Linked DNA regions of Mus musculus: regions 2 and 3 are each linked to region 1. Evidence: chromatin contacts called from public Hi-C and promoter capture Hi-C data. All regions are on one chromosome and are shown on one strand. The core of a region is the stretch at or near the end of the contact, and the rest is flanking DNA. Distances in the headings are between cores, read along the strand shown.

Evidence for each region. Promoter capture Hi-C pulls out the DNA fragments that hold promoters and counts their contacts. A called contact is a pair of places that touch in the nucleus more often than the background predicts.
Region 2: a contact with region 1 is called in a promoter capture Hi-C map of pre-B cells. The contact joins the promoter of Selenow here to the promoter of Zfp128 in region 1. A contact is called at or near these places in 4 of 39 promoter capture datasets (cranial neural crest, frontonasal cranial neural crest, pre-B cells and 1 more).
Region 3: a Hi-C map of B cells shows a contact between it and region 1, with 5 read pairs. The contact joins the promoter of Ppp5c here to the promoter of Zfp128 in region 1. A contact is called at or near these places in 1 of 39 promoter capture datasets (cranial neural crest) and 1 of 484 Hi-C or Micro-C datasets (B cells).

What each region holds. Positions count from the first base shown.
Region 1 is chr7:12,879,117-12,882,990 of GRCm38.p6, reverse strand. Zfp128 (zinc finger protein 128) reads right to left here and starts at 1,813. Exons shown (of 4, transcript NM_153802.4): 1 at 1,631-1,813. The coding sequence starts at 1,696.
Region 2 is chr7:15,919,839-15,923,789 of GRCm38.p6, reverse strand. Selenow (selenoprotein W) reads left to right here and starts at 1,419. Exons shown (of 6, transcript NM_009156.2): 1 at 1,419-1,538; 2 at 3,317-3,341; 3 at 3,432-3,485; 4 at 3,673-3,747; 5 at 3,844-3,942. The coding sequence starts at 1,510. The coding sequence ends at 3,927.
Region 3 is chr7:17,025,610-17,029,633 of GRCm38.p6, reverse strand. Ppp5c (protein phosphatase 5, catalytic subunit) reads left to right here and starts at 1,720. Exons shown (of 13, transcript NM_011155.2): 1 at 1,720-1,941. The coding sequence starts at 1,821.

The DNA of each region.
Region 1 (3,874 bases), core at 564-3,063:
GAGGGTCCAGCCTGGCTTTGAATTTATCATCTTCCTGCCTCAGTCACTCATGTTGCTGGATTATATGCATGCGTCACCACTCTTGGCTTACAATGTACATTGTCTTTTGCCACACATTTTGTAAATACTTGCTACAGCAACCACAAGAAACTAATGTACTAGACCTCTAGGGTCTCCTTATTTGGTCCTTGCTCCTGTGGAGGCTAGTCTCCAAAATGGCCCCTTAGTAACCCCCCCTCCCCTCCCCACCCCCGATCTGCATGCAACCATGCTGACTTCTATAACTGATAGGATACTGTGGAAATGACAGCATAAAGTCTGAGCTGAGGTCACAGGTGACAACACAGCTTCTACCTTGCCATCTTCTGGATCACACCACTCTATAGGAAACTTCACTTTACACAGTGAGACCTAAGTGCTTCATAGCAAGGCCTACAAGGAGAAACACTGAGTTCTCCTGCCAACAGCATGTGAATGAACTATCTTGACAGTGGGTCTTCTAGGCTCTGATAAGTCTCAAGTAATAACTGTTGGACTGTCATTTTGAATATAACTTTAAGAGCCTAGGGTAGATCCATAAACTAAGTCACTCTTGATTTCCTACCCCATCAGAAACCATGAAGTAGTGTTTATTTCAGGTCTCACTACGTTTTGTGTGTACTACCTGAAACACGACAACAGATTGATTAAACACACCTCTTTTCCCGCCCGTCTCATCGCTTACTCCTTGACAAACTGTCAGCCTCATGACGGTTACCTGAGACTTGACTGGGGCTGGCGAATCCACCTTCACTATGGCTCATTCATATAGCTGTTGATAGGCCTCAGTTCTCAGTTCTACACTCTGGTCACATTTCATGAAAAACTGAGATGACATGAATCTGATCATTTGCAATCTAAGACTATCATAAGCTTACTTTTCACACCAAATGTAATTAACGCAAATTTCCCCCAAGCAAACCAAATACCCACCTCCTGACCTCCAGAGCATAATTTCAAAGTTGCAGAACTTATGTATGAAATGGTCTTGGCTTCTGCTAGGTGAACTACGGTGAACAGAATAAGCAATTTGTCTACAAGTGCAGACTTTGATGATCAGGAGCTAGACAAACACTGATAGCCACACCTACCAGTTTTCCCAAGGCCCAGAAGGGCGTGACCCTTACTAGTTACTTCTGTTTTCCTAACTTGGTACCTCTGCCCCGTGAAGTTATGCCTTACTTGCAAAATAGGGGTCATGGTGCGGAGGTTCCCTTAAAAGTCGGTTGATTCTGCGCCTTAGGACATGTTTTGAGGACCGTACCCGCAATGTGGTTGCTCTGTAATGCTAGCCAGTCACCTGTCATCTCCGAGAACCGTCTTTCGGGATAAATGGGAGGGCGTTGGCCAGAGTGGGATCGAACCCCTGAGCAGAGCCTGTCAGTCCTCAGGGAAATGACCACCCTCCTCCCCTCCACCCCATGGCACGCAGACAGGAGGCTGAAGCATGCACACAGAGGGAACTAGATTTGGACCCAGGCTCGGAGGCTGAGCCACAGCGCTTGTTTCTCTTGTGGAAAAAGCGCCGCGGGTTACAGGTCACTCTGTCGGGGACAGCAGGACTCGGAGTCCAATCTGTCCTTTTTGTTACCTGAAGTTGTGTTGCTTGCGGCCGCGAGGCCATTGCCACTGTTGCTGCTTTGTCCTGGTGGTCCATTCCAGGCCAACAGGTTAGCCACAGACGTCCAAGGACACCCTAATTTTAAACTCAGCCCCGTCCTGGGGACCACCCGACTGGCCTCCCGCTGGACAATGGCGGCAGCGCCAGGGACACTGAGACTACAATTCCCAGAAGGCCACGCGCCGAGACGCAGCACTTAACCAATGGAAGCTAGCGCCAGCCCAACGTTGACCAATCGGGGAAGGCCTGGCCTCTGGTCTAAGGGAGTGCAACCACTCACAGGTCTTGTTTAAGGATCAGGTCTGGGTACCAGCAGAGGTCAGCTTACATTCCGTTACCTGCGGGTGCGGGCATCACTTGGGCTTCGAGTTGCCTGGAAAATAATCCTCCCGCCCTGACGGCTGAGTTCAGGGCATATATGCATCTGCACCGTGAGTTGGGCGCGCAGCGGCAAGGTCTTGGTGTTAGAATTGGTCAATCTGACCTGCTGCTGGAATTTTTTGTTTTGTTGGTTTTTTTGTTTTGTTTTGTTTTTTGGTTTTTTGGTTTTTCGAGACAGGGTTTCTTCTCTGTATAGCCCTGGCTGTCCTGGAACTCACTTTGTAGACCAGACTGGCCTCGAACTCAGAAATCTGCCTGCCTCTGCCTCCTGAGTGCTGGGATTAAAGGCGTGCACCACCACACCCGGCTGCCCGGCAGGCAGATTTCTGATTCCTGCCCAGTCTGGTGTACAGAGTGAGTTCCAGGACAGCCAGGGCTACAAAACCCTGCCTTGAAAAGGGAAAGAAAGAAGGAAAGAGAGAAAGAGGAAAAGAGAGAAAGGAAGGAAAGAAGGAAGGAAAGAAGGAAGGAAACAATGGGCTTTTGCTAGTTTTCACTAGGTTGATGATGTAATAGAAAAAGACCAAAAATACACTATACCCTTAAAGAGACAGAGACTATCAGGTGTAGAACAGCAGGCTCTGCCCTTCCTCCACTATCCCCACTCCCCAGTACTGGATATTGAACCTAGGTCTTTATGCAAGAGTGGTAAGTGCTCTAATACAGAGCTGCAGTCCAGCAAACAGCAGGTCCTTTTATTCTCATCCTCCCTTCTCTGTCTCTCCCTCCTTTCAGCCTAGTAGTTTCCTTTGTTCTCTCCTGGCATCTTCCTCACCAGTCTGACAATGACAGTAGTGTCATAACTGGTGCTCTGGGTCTGGGCTGGGCATTTCTAGGTTCTTGGCCTCTTTTCCAAAGAATTGAATTTAAGAGCTTACAGAAAAAAAGTAAGATAATGTTATTTGAGTAAAAGTGAAATTACATATTATGTAGGTATGCTATTAAAGATTGACAATGAGTTATGGGAGTGAAGATTCTCAGTGTCCAGATTATTGCTCAGGGCTTCCTTTTATAGGGTTCAGGAGAAGGGGGTGCTGATTACTAGATATGTAGTTTGGGTGGTTCTCTACTCTGATTGATAGAGTAAGTCATATATTCGTTTTCTCTACTGTGCATGTCCTTTTTATAATGCATCTGATTTTAAACATAAGTGTGCCCTTATGTATCAGCATAAGGTAAATAGGAGGGTCTCCCTAAAAGTAACAGAGGGCACAGTTTTCCTTTCTTGTGTATGCATCTGAAACTAGGTCAGGCCAGATCAGCTTTTCCATTCTTCATACACAGACAATGCTGAGAATATACTTGAATGGAAACTGTCTAATTTGAACATTGCCAAGGACGGGAAAACTTATACTACTGTTCAGAGATGGAAGTATGGGTAGCCTGATATAGCTAGAAGTTCTGAGGTTACTAGAGGCATTGTTTGGAGAGGTGTGTGTGTGTGTGTATAGTATGTGACACTGAAGGCTCCCAAGTGTGTTACTGCAAGAGGACTGTGTCTTCATAATCTCAAATCAAATAGGGGATGGGGGTCTTAGTGTACTAAACTATCTCCTATGCTCACCTGCCTCAGTTTCAAGCAGTGCAGTGGGTTTGAATGAGATATTTCCCTGTAGTCTCAGGCATTAGAACAGTTGGGGATGATGCTCTTTGGGGTGCAACCATGCTGGAGGAAGTATGACACTGGGACCTGCCGGAATCCTTGCAGTCACCAGAGCCAGCAAAGTAATGATCCACAGGAGGCTAAAGGGTAGCTCAGGCACAACAGGACTAAGTAGTTAGTGTTGGTTCAAACTTTGGAAGTCTGACCCCAAATAGTTTATTTTAGGCATA
Region 2 (3,951 bases), core at 170-2,669, 3.0 Mb before region 1:
CATGAACAAGCATCCTTTTAGGGAAATACAGTTTTCTTACTGCTTTTAGGCCTCTGAATCCTCAGTTGCCAACGCACTCCTATGAAGTCAAATGGGGAGTGAATGATTCAAATTTCATTTTTCTGTGGGTAGAATCACAGCCCATCATCTGTGTGCAGGGTAGGGTACTGATGGGGAACCAGAGGGCTAGGTGGGAAAATTTCCTTATTTGGTCCCTAGTTAACCATTGGCGGGGATAGCCGGTTGAAGTCAATTAAAGAAGTCAGGTGACAGATAAACATCTCTGCTGGTGAGCCATCCTTGGTGGTGGTGGTGGTGGTGGTGGGAAAGTAGAGAGAGGGGAGGGAGGGGGTGGGCATGCCATTGCCGTTTGTTCATAGGGTGTGGAGGATAAGAAACTAGAGAGCAAAAAAATTCTGTGGGAATGACTATCTCCTGTTATCTGTCCAGCTTTCAAGGAGGAGAAAGTGAGGCTCAGGAATCCTAAACTCAAATATTTTGTCCACTTTTACCTTTTTCTCCCCCTTGAGACGGTCTCTCATGTCTGTCCTGGAACGCTCTACGTAGGCTAGACTGGCTTCGAACCCACAGAGATTTCTTGACTGCTGGCATTAAAGGCAACGCCTGGATTTTTTGTTTCGAGACAACTGCTCATGTAGCCCAGACTAGCGTCAAACTCCCTGTGTAGCAAGGATAACCTTGAACTCAGTCCTTCAGTTTCTTCTTCCCAAATGCTGGGATTACAGGCTTGTACCACAGCCCCCAGATAACAGTGTGCTAGGGACCCAAACTAGGGCTTTATACATGGTAGGCAAGTTCTCTACCAACTGCGCTACAGTCCAAGCCCCATTCCAGGACTTTCTATATATCCTTCTGCTGGAAGGCAGCTGGAAGGGAGCGGGAAGGCGCAAAAAGAGGGGTTGCATGGTTTTGGGGGTGCGCAGGGGGTCTGTCGGTGGTGAGACAGCTGGACCTAAAGCGCACACTGGGACTCCTAGTTTCAGTTTTCCAGACCTAAGGTTCATTTAGTCTGGTCCAGTTAGCGCTGGGGAGGAGGGATCCATCCCAATTGCCTGTCTCCCAATGCGTCGATTTCCCTGCCCTGCCCCTCTCAGCCACTCTGTAACTGAACTTCAGTCTCAACCAATTCTCTGCCTCGAGCCACCGCCCTGAGGACTGAACCATTATGGCATAGAGAAGGGACGGCGAGGGGCTCTCAGGTTACTGGTCCCAGAGACGCTGTCTATGGAGACAACCCCAGATATCAAGAGAACCCCAGATATCAAGATATCATGGAGTCTTGCGTTGAGGTTCGCGCCCCTGGCCACAGACCCCGCCGTGCTCCGGAACCTCGGTCCTCCCGTAGCTCTGCCCACTCTCCACCCCCGCACTTGGTTTGCTCTGACTCGTGAGGCAGTCGGCTGTGCGCACGGCCCCACGCTCAGAGCTTGAGGTCCTTGTTGCTTGTGGGTCGGGTCCTCGTGTTGTGCGGGGATGCGACGTGCAGCTATGGCGCTCGCCGTTCGAGTCGTGTATTGGTAAGTCCGGGTGACTGCAGTTCCCCCTTTTCCTGCTCCCGGCTCGTTGTGCCCTTTCTCTGCTCCCCAACCTTTGTGCCAGGAGACCCTCTCCCACCCTTTTCTTTGCCCCTCCCCCTATCTACCAGGGTCTGGTAACCGAGTACGATGACTGTATTTCAGACCCAAAGGGAGGGATTTCCAAGCGGGTGGGATGGAGGTAACAGAGACTTGAGCCCGATCCCTGGCATCTGACATCTGAGTGACATCTCACCAGTGAAAATGGAAACTGATACTTGGGGCCACTTTGAACACGTGACTCAGCGCTGAGGGGAGGGGAAGGGTAGCATCGGGTTTCTCTGGGGACCTTTCCTTCCCGACAGGCTGTTTCCCTTCCCCCTCACTGAGCGGCATGAGTTAGAGAATACAAGGTGTGGTGTAGTTGGGGGTTTACTCATAAGCGCTGTTGGGAGGTCTGGGGATGTCCCGTACCTGGATTGTAGTGTGAGTTAACAGTGGTCGCACCTCCCAGTGTGTACATGAAAAGGGCGAACTGAGTCACGGAGTGGTGGTGTTGATGCACACTTTTAATCCCAGCATTCGGAAGTAGAGGCAGGTAGATAGTTCCAGGCCAGCTAAGCTGCTTGTTAGAGGCAACCGGGGTGATGTAGTAAGACCCTGTGCCCCGAAAAGAAAAAGTAATATAGGATAGATTGTAGGGTGAGGGTGTAGCTCAGTGGTAGAGTGTTTGCATGAGATGCACCAGATCCTGGGTTCGGTTCCCAGCAATACAAATAACAAAACAAAAAACTCTTACTGGTTTCTGATCAGTGAGTGCCGGTGCTGTTAACCCCAGTTCTTTTCTGGCCTCAGTTTCCCCTTCTGTAGTGTGAAGGAGGTGATGATGTTGGTTAGTTACCTGCCAGCGCTATTAATTGTGCCCCTGCTAGAGGCAGGCGTAGAAAGACCAGCCATTTTCTCTTGATGACTTTTTCCTCCATCTGCATCTGATAATCAGCTGGCTTGCAGTAAGTGATTGAAAAGTGCTTGCTGAATGGATTCTGCACCCCTGAAGTCCATTGAGGGGCTCTCCAGCCATTCTGTCTCCATCTTACAGGGGAGGAAACTGAGGCTGGAAATGAGGCAGGGCCAGCCTGAGGTCCTACTACCGATAACCCTGTAACTTGAATCTGGGGTCCGTGGTCCACCTAGCTGGGTGTGGCCTCCTCCCTCCCAACCCCCTTGAGGGGTCTGATCAGGCCCTAGTTATCAGGATGTCTTTCAACAGCCTGCTTTGATAAATTGAGGCTCCCATGAGGCCACTGCACCAGATTCCAGGCCCAAAATGGCCTGAGGTAGGGGACATGGGGTTGGGGAGCTTATGTTTTGTACTGGGTGCTGGAGAGAGCTTGGATTCCTGAGTGACAGCCAGGCGGGGGAGGGAGTGGGTGGGTGAGATTCTACTGAGGCAGCATTTGTCCTAATTTACTTCCCTGCTTCCCTCCCCATTGGCATCTCTATGTGGAACCTGTGATCTCTTTGCCATCCCGCCTCTCCATCTTGGCTCTTTTGTTTGGGGTGGGCTTTCTATGTATCTTCGCACTGTCGCACACATCTCTCTGTGTGATGAGCACATCTTCCCCTCTTTTGAGGGTCTTTGTTACCTCTGCGTTCTCATCTGGATCTCTGTCTCTCTTTACCTTCATCGCACTGCTATTGCCTGCCTCCCTTGGGTACCTGTCCTGCCTTGGATCCATGCTGTCTTGGTGGGCTGCGACAACCCTGGATTCACCTGACAGTGGAGCTTGAGGCTATAAGCCCAAGGTGAGTGAAGTAGGTCAGGGTGGGTAGGGTAGGGGGGTTTGCTGGGCCTGGCTGTGATAACCCCACCCCCACCCTGTACCCTGTCTCCAGTACCTCCAGCTCAAGGAGAAGCTAGAACATGAGTTCCCCGGATGCCTGGACATTGTGAGTCTTAGAATGGGCATAGGATCATGACGTGCCTTGTTTGTCCCTTGGGACTGGGAGGCAGTGGGAATGGGTTAGGCCAATCCTCTCTATCCTTTTGCCCTATGTTCTTCACTCCCTGGGATGTGATGGAGAAAGTATCCCAGAGAGGTCATCTTAGCCCCGTCTTAATGCCTTATTTTCTCAGTGTGGCGAGGGGACTCCCCAGGTCACCGGGTTCTTTGAAGTGACAGTAGCCGGGAAGTTGGTCCACTCCAAGAAGGTAAATCCGAGTCCTGCCTCGTGGGGGTTGGGTGGGGTGTCAGTGTGGGTTGGTCGGTGTGTGGAGATTAGTTCAACTCTCTTCTCTGCCCCTCAGAGAGGTGATGGCTATGTGGATACAGAGAGCAAGTTCCGGAAACTGGTGACCGCCATCAAAGCTGCCTTGGCTCAGTGCCAGTGAGCCCTAGAGGCAGGGGTAAGGGAG
Region 3 (4,024 bases), core at 471-2,970, 4.1 Mb before region 1:
CAGGAACAATTGGAGCTGGGTTCAAATTTGTTAGAGCAGATACTGCCTCAAAAAAAAAAAAATCAAAAGAAAATTCACTTCCTACATGATCCCACTGGCACTGGCAGGTATAGTCAAATAGGGACTGTGCCTAGAAATTAGATTCAGATTCACTCTCAGTCAGACTCTTCAGGAATACGTTGATGCCTGTGGACACACGTCAAATGGACATGTGTACCAACATCGATTTTCCAGAGTGATTGTTAGTTGTAGTCAGGGGTGGAGCGGGGGAGGTGAGGCTGATACACAGCCTTAAAGCACTTATATATAGTGTTAGTGTCTAGATTGAGGACTTAAAGACTAGAATAGGAAGATACACAGTGGGGTCTGAAGATGTTACTGGAGGCTAGACTACCCGTGGCTTCTCAGAAAGAGTTTGGGTTGTCTCACGAGGGAGCTGGGGAGCCATGGAAGGCTGCGGCGGGTGCCAGTTTTACAGTATTCCAGCAAGATGCCTCTGACTGCCATATGGAAGGTAAACTGGAGGAGGGAGGATGAACGCAAGCATCAGAGGAGGCTGAAGCTCTGATCCAGGCACAGGAAATGCAAGCAGCAACAGTGTCATTTAAAAGATCCCTTTGGGGCTGGGGTGTTGTGGCACACGCCTTTAATCCCAGCACTTGGGAGGCAGAGTTAGGCGAATTTCTGAGTTCAAGGCCAGCCTGGTCTACAGAGTGAGTTCCAGGACAGCCAGGGCTACACAGAGAAACCCTGTCTCGGAAGAAAAAAAAAAATCCCTTTGGTGTGGTTGTTTGTATTCGGAACAGCGTCTCAGGTATCCCAGGCTGGCCTTGAACCTGAAATTCTGATACTGTTGCCTCCACCTATCAAGCCTTCAAATTACTGAGGTGCACCTTTCAGCCTGATTTATATAGTGCTGGAATTGGAACTCAAGCCTGGAGCACTCTAGACAAGTACTCTACCAACTGAGCTACATCCATGACCCTTTAAAAGGTTTTTTCTAGGACTTGACATGATGATGCAAAGCTTTAATCCCAACACTTGGGAGGTACAGGCAGCTGGGTCTTTGAATTCAAGGCCAGCCTGGTTTATATAGCAAGTTCCAGGCTAGCCAGGGTTGCATAATTAAATCCTATCTCAAAATAAAAAAATAAAATAAATTAATAAGGATGCTGTTGGGCTCGGAACAAACATGGTACAATTGAGACTTGTCAAGACTTGAAGATCGGGATGCCTTGTTAATAATTCAAAAAGAGCCTTGATTTGCAACGTTCAAGTTTTATTTTGTTTGCTTGAGAAACTACCCATTTTCCAAAAGGGTTACTGAGGAGACAAGAGATAAACTTGTTCAAGGTCACACGAGTAATTGGCAGCACCCAGCTCCAGAGCAAACTCCGGGTTGGGCAGGGTGCTGGTTTGAAAGCAGCCCCACCCGCCGGAGGCAACGCAACCCAATCACCAACCCTAAAGGAAGCCGGGATCTCCAAGAAACTTTTGCAGCCTCGCAACTTTGGGAGTAGGCGCCCTCCCGGCCTGCCCCCATCCACAAGGCCCCTTCTCTCCTTTCTGATTGGCTACTTCTACAAGTACAAGTACGGTCTGGATACCCTCTGGTCACCTTGTCCTCCCGGCGCTCTGGGGGCGGGGGCGGGGGGGGGGGGAAGTTGGGGGGGACGCCGCGCAGGCGCGTCAGGAGTGCCTTTGGGGCCCGCGCTTTACGACACTTGTGCGGCAGCGGCGGCGGTCACTCGGCACTCCTTCGCGACGGTTCGGCCTGGTGCCGCGAGCGGCCGTTGCCAGGGTGGGGGTCGCTTTGCGGCATGGCGATGGCGGAGGGCGAGCGGACTGAGTGTGCTGAGACCCCCCGGGACGAACCCCCGGCCGATGGCACTCTGAAGCGGGCAGAGGAGCTCAAGACACAGGCCAACGACTACTTCAAAGGTGCGCCCGGCCCGGACGGGGTGAGGGAGGGTGGACAGCGGCCCAGGCTGTGGGGGTGCCAGGCCCGGCGGGGAACCATGGCAACGCGGAGCGGCAGCCTGGGCGCCGGGCAAGCACTACAGAGTAGCCAGGCGCGAGGAGGAGGCTCAGGCTGGACGACAGACTGGGGAGAGCTGCTGAGAAGTGGATACCAAGCAGAAGCCACTCACTGGGGAGACTGAGGCAGGCGCTGCTACACGATAGGGGAAAAGCAGGGGGCCGACATGTGAGTGCTACCAAATGTGAGACCTGGACAGAGGTGCTAAATGGTGGTCAGACCTGAAGAGGGCGCTACCAAATAGTGACATGTGTTTAGGGCAGTGATGGCGCTGCCGAGTGGGGAGGCCTGAGATGAGTATGACCGAGAAGAGAAGGCCCAATAGAGAAGGGAATTATGGGGATGGAGGTAGATAATTATATTGGAAGGCGATTTGGGGTGATCCAAGGAAACGAGTAGGGTGGAGAGGTGGAGCAGGAACGAATAGGGTGATCTTGGGCTAAGAGTGCCATGTGGGAGGACATGTCTCCGTTCATTCATTCTTTCAGTACACTTGTATTAAATAAGTGTCATGTGCTACACGGCCTGTGCTTGGCTCTGAGGCTGCAGCGATGAATGCAACACATGACTCGGATTTAAGCAGAACCAATCATTGCAAACTTGTGATGATCACTTTGGGTCAAGGTGACAACACAGGAAATACAGCTTAGAGTCTGCTTTCGATGGTGAGGTCGGGAGTGCCTGGAGAAAGAGGCTTTTTGAGGCGAATTGACAAGGAGTTTTACACGTGGGTCCTGACCACTGAGTTTGTGTGAAGACCCTGGGGTGGAGAGTGATTGAAAACAGACTGGCTTGGCTGGAGTTTGAGGAAACTGGGGGTACGAGGGGAAGACTGATACAAGAGAAGATTAAGATAAGGGGACAGAGCATGCAAAATCTGAATTCGTCACAAAGATGAGTTTTGGGTTTCCTTCGCTGTCCGAAAAGGGACATTGAGTGGGTAGATGGGACCAGTCTGGACTGGAGAAAATTTTGAGTGTAACCAGCCTATGGTTGGAGGTGCCCTGGGAATGGATGAAGTCACCAGAGAGTGGGATCTAGAGAGAACCTAGGATGGAGTTTTCATGTTTACAGCGGAAAAGGGGCTACTGAGGAGAAGTGACTGAGGTGGAAGAGAAACCAGGAAAGGTGCCACAGGCTAAGAAAACAAGGTTCTTCCGGAAAGAAAGCCACGTGCCTGATCACCTAGCCCCAGGCACTGTCCATCAGAGCTTTTGCTCCCAGAGGAACGCGGTGACGTTAACAGCAGTTGTAGATGATAAAGAGGCTGCCAGCCCAGAAGACCCTGGCTGGTGAAGGCAAGTGAGGAATTGGAGACCAACAGGCACAAGTGTCTCGGTTCTGAAAGGGAATGGAGAATTGGGGGCAGATGGCAAGAGGGAGTAGGTGGGGGTCCTAGGGATGCTTTTTCAGCTATGGCCCAAAAGAGAAACAGACCCAGCTGTAACAGATCTGGAGGAGGTGGGGGAAGGTGAGAAGGATTTAGAGTCCTTGGGGAAAGGTGCCCACCCCCCATGGGGATAAGCCCAGACATGGTGCTTGCCTGTCATCCCAGCTCTCTGGAGGTGGAGGTGGGAGGATTGTGAAGACCAAGGAGAGAGGTGAGGCCAGAGTTAGAGCCTTCGGGGGCTGAGTGGTTTTATAGGTGTCATCCTAACGGTGGCTTGGAGCTGTGGAGGGGTTTTAGGAGAGTGGTCCAGTTACTTTGGGTACTGGTCCTCCTTGCTGTTCAGAGACTGGATTCAAAGGCCAGGCTGGAGAGAGGAGACTGGAAGGGAAGACAGGTGAGGGGTGGAGCCTTTGACCAGGCTAGTGGGAGGAACTGAGGCTGGCTGCCCAGAGACGGGGAGGGGAGCAGGTGGCTAAGGTGAGTGGAGCCTGGCACTAGGGAGTGGGGCAGAAGTGGAGGTGGTTAGAAGGGTTAGGATGCAGCTACACATAGAAGGTGGGAGGGGACTTGAGCTGTCAGCAGAGGCCCTGGAGAGC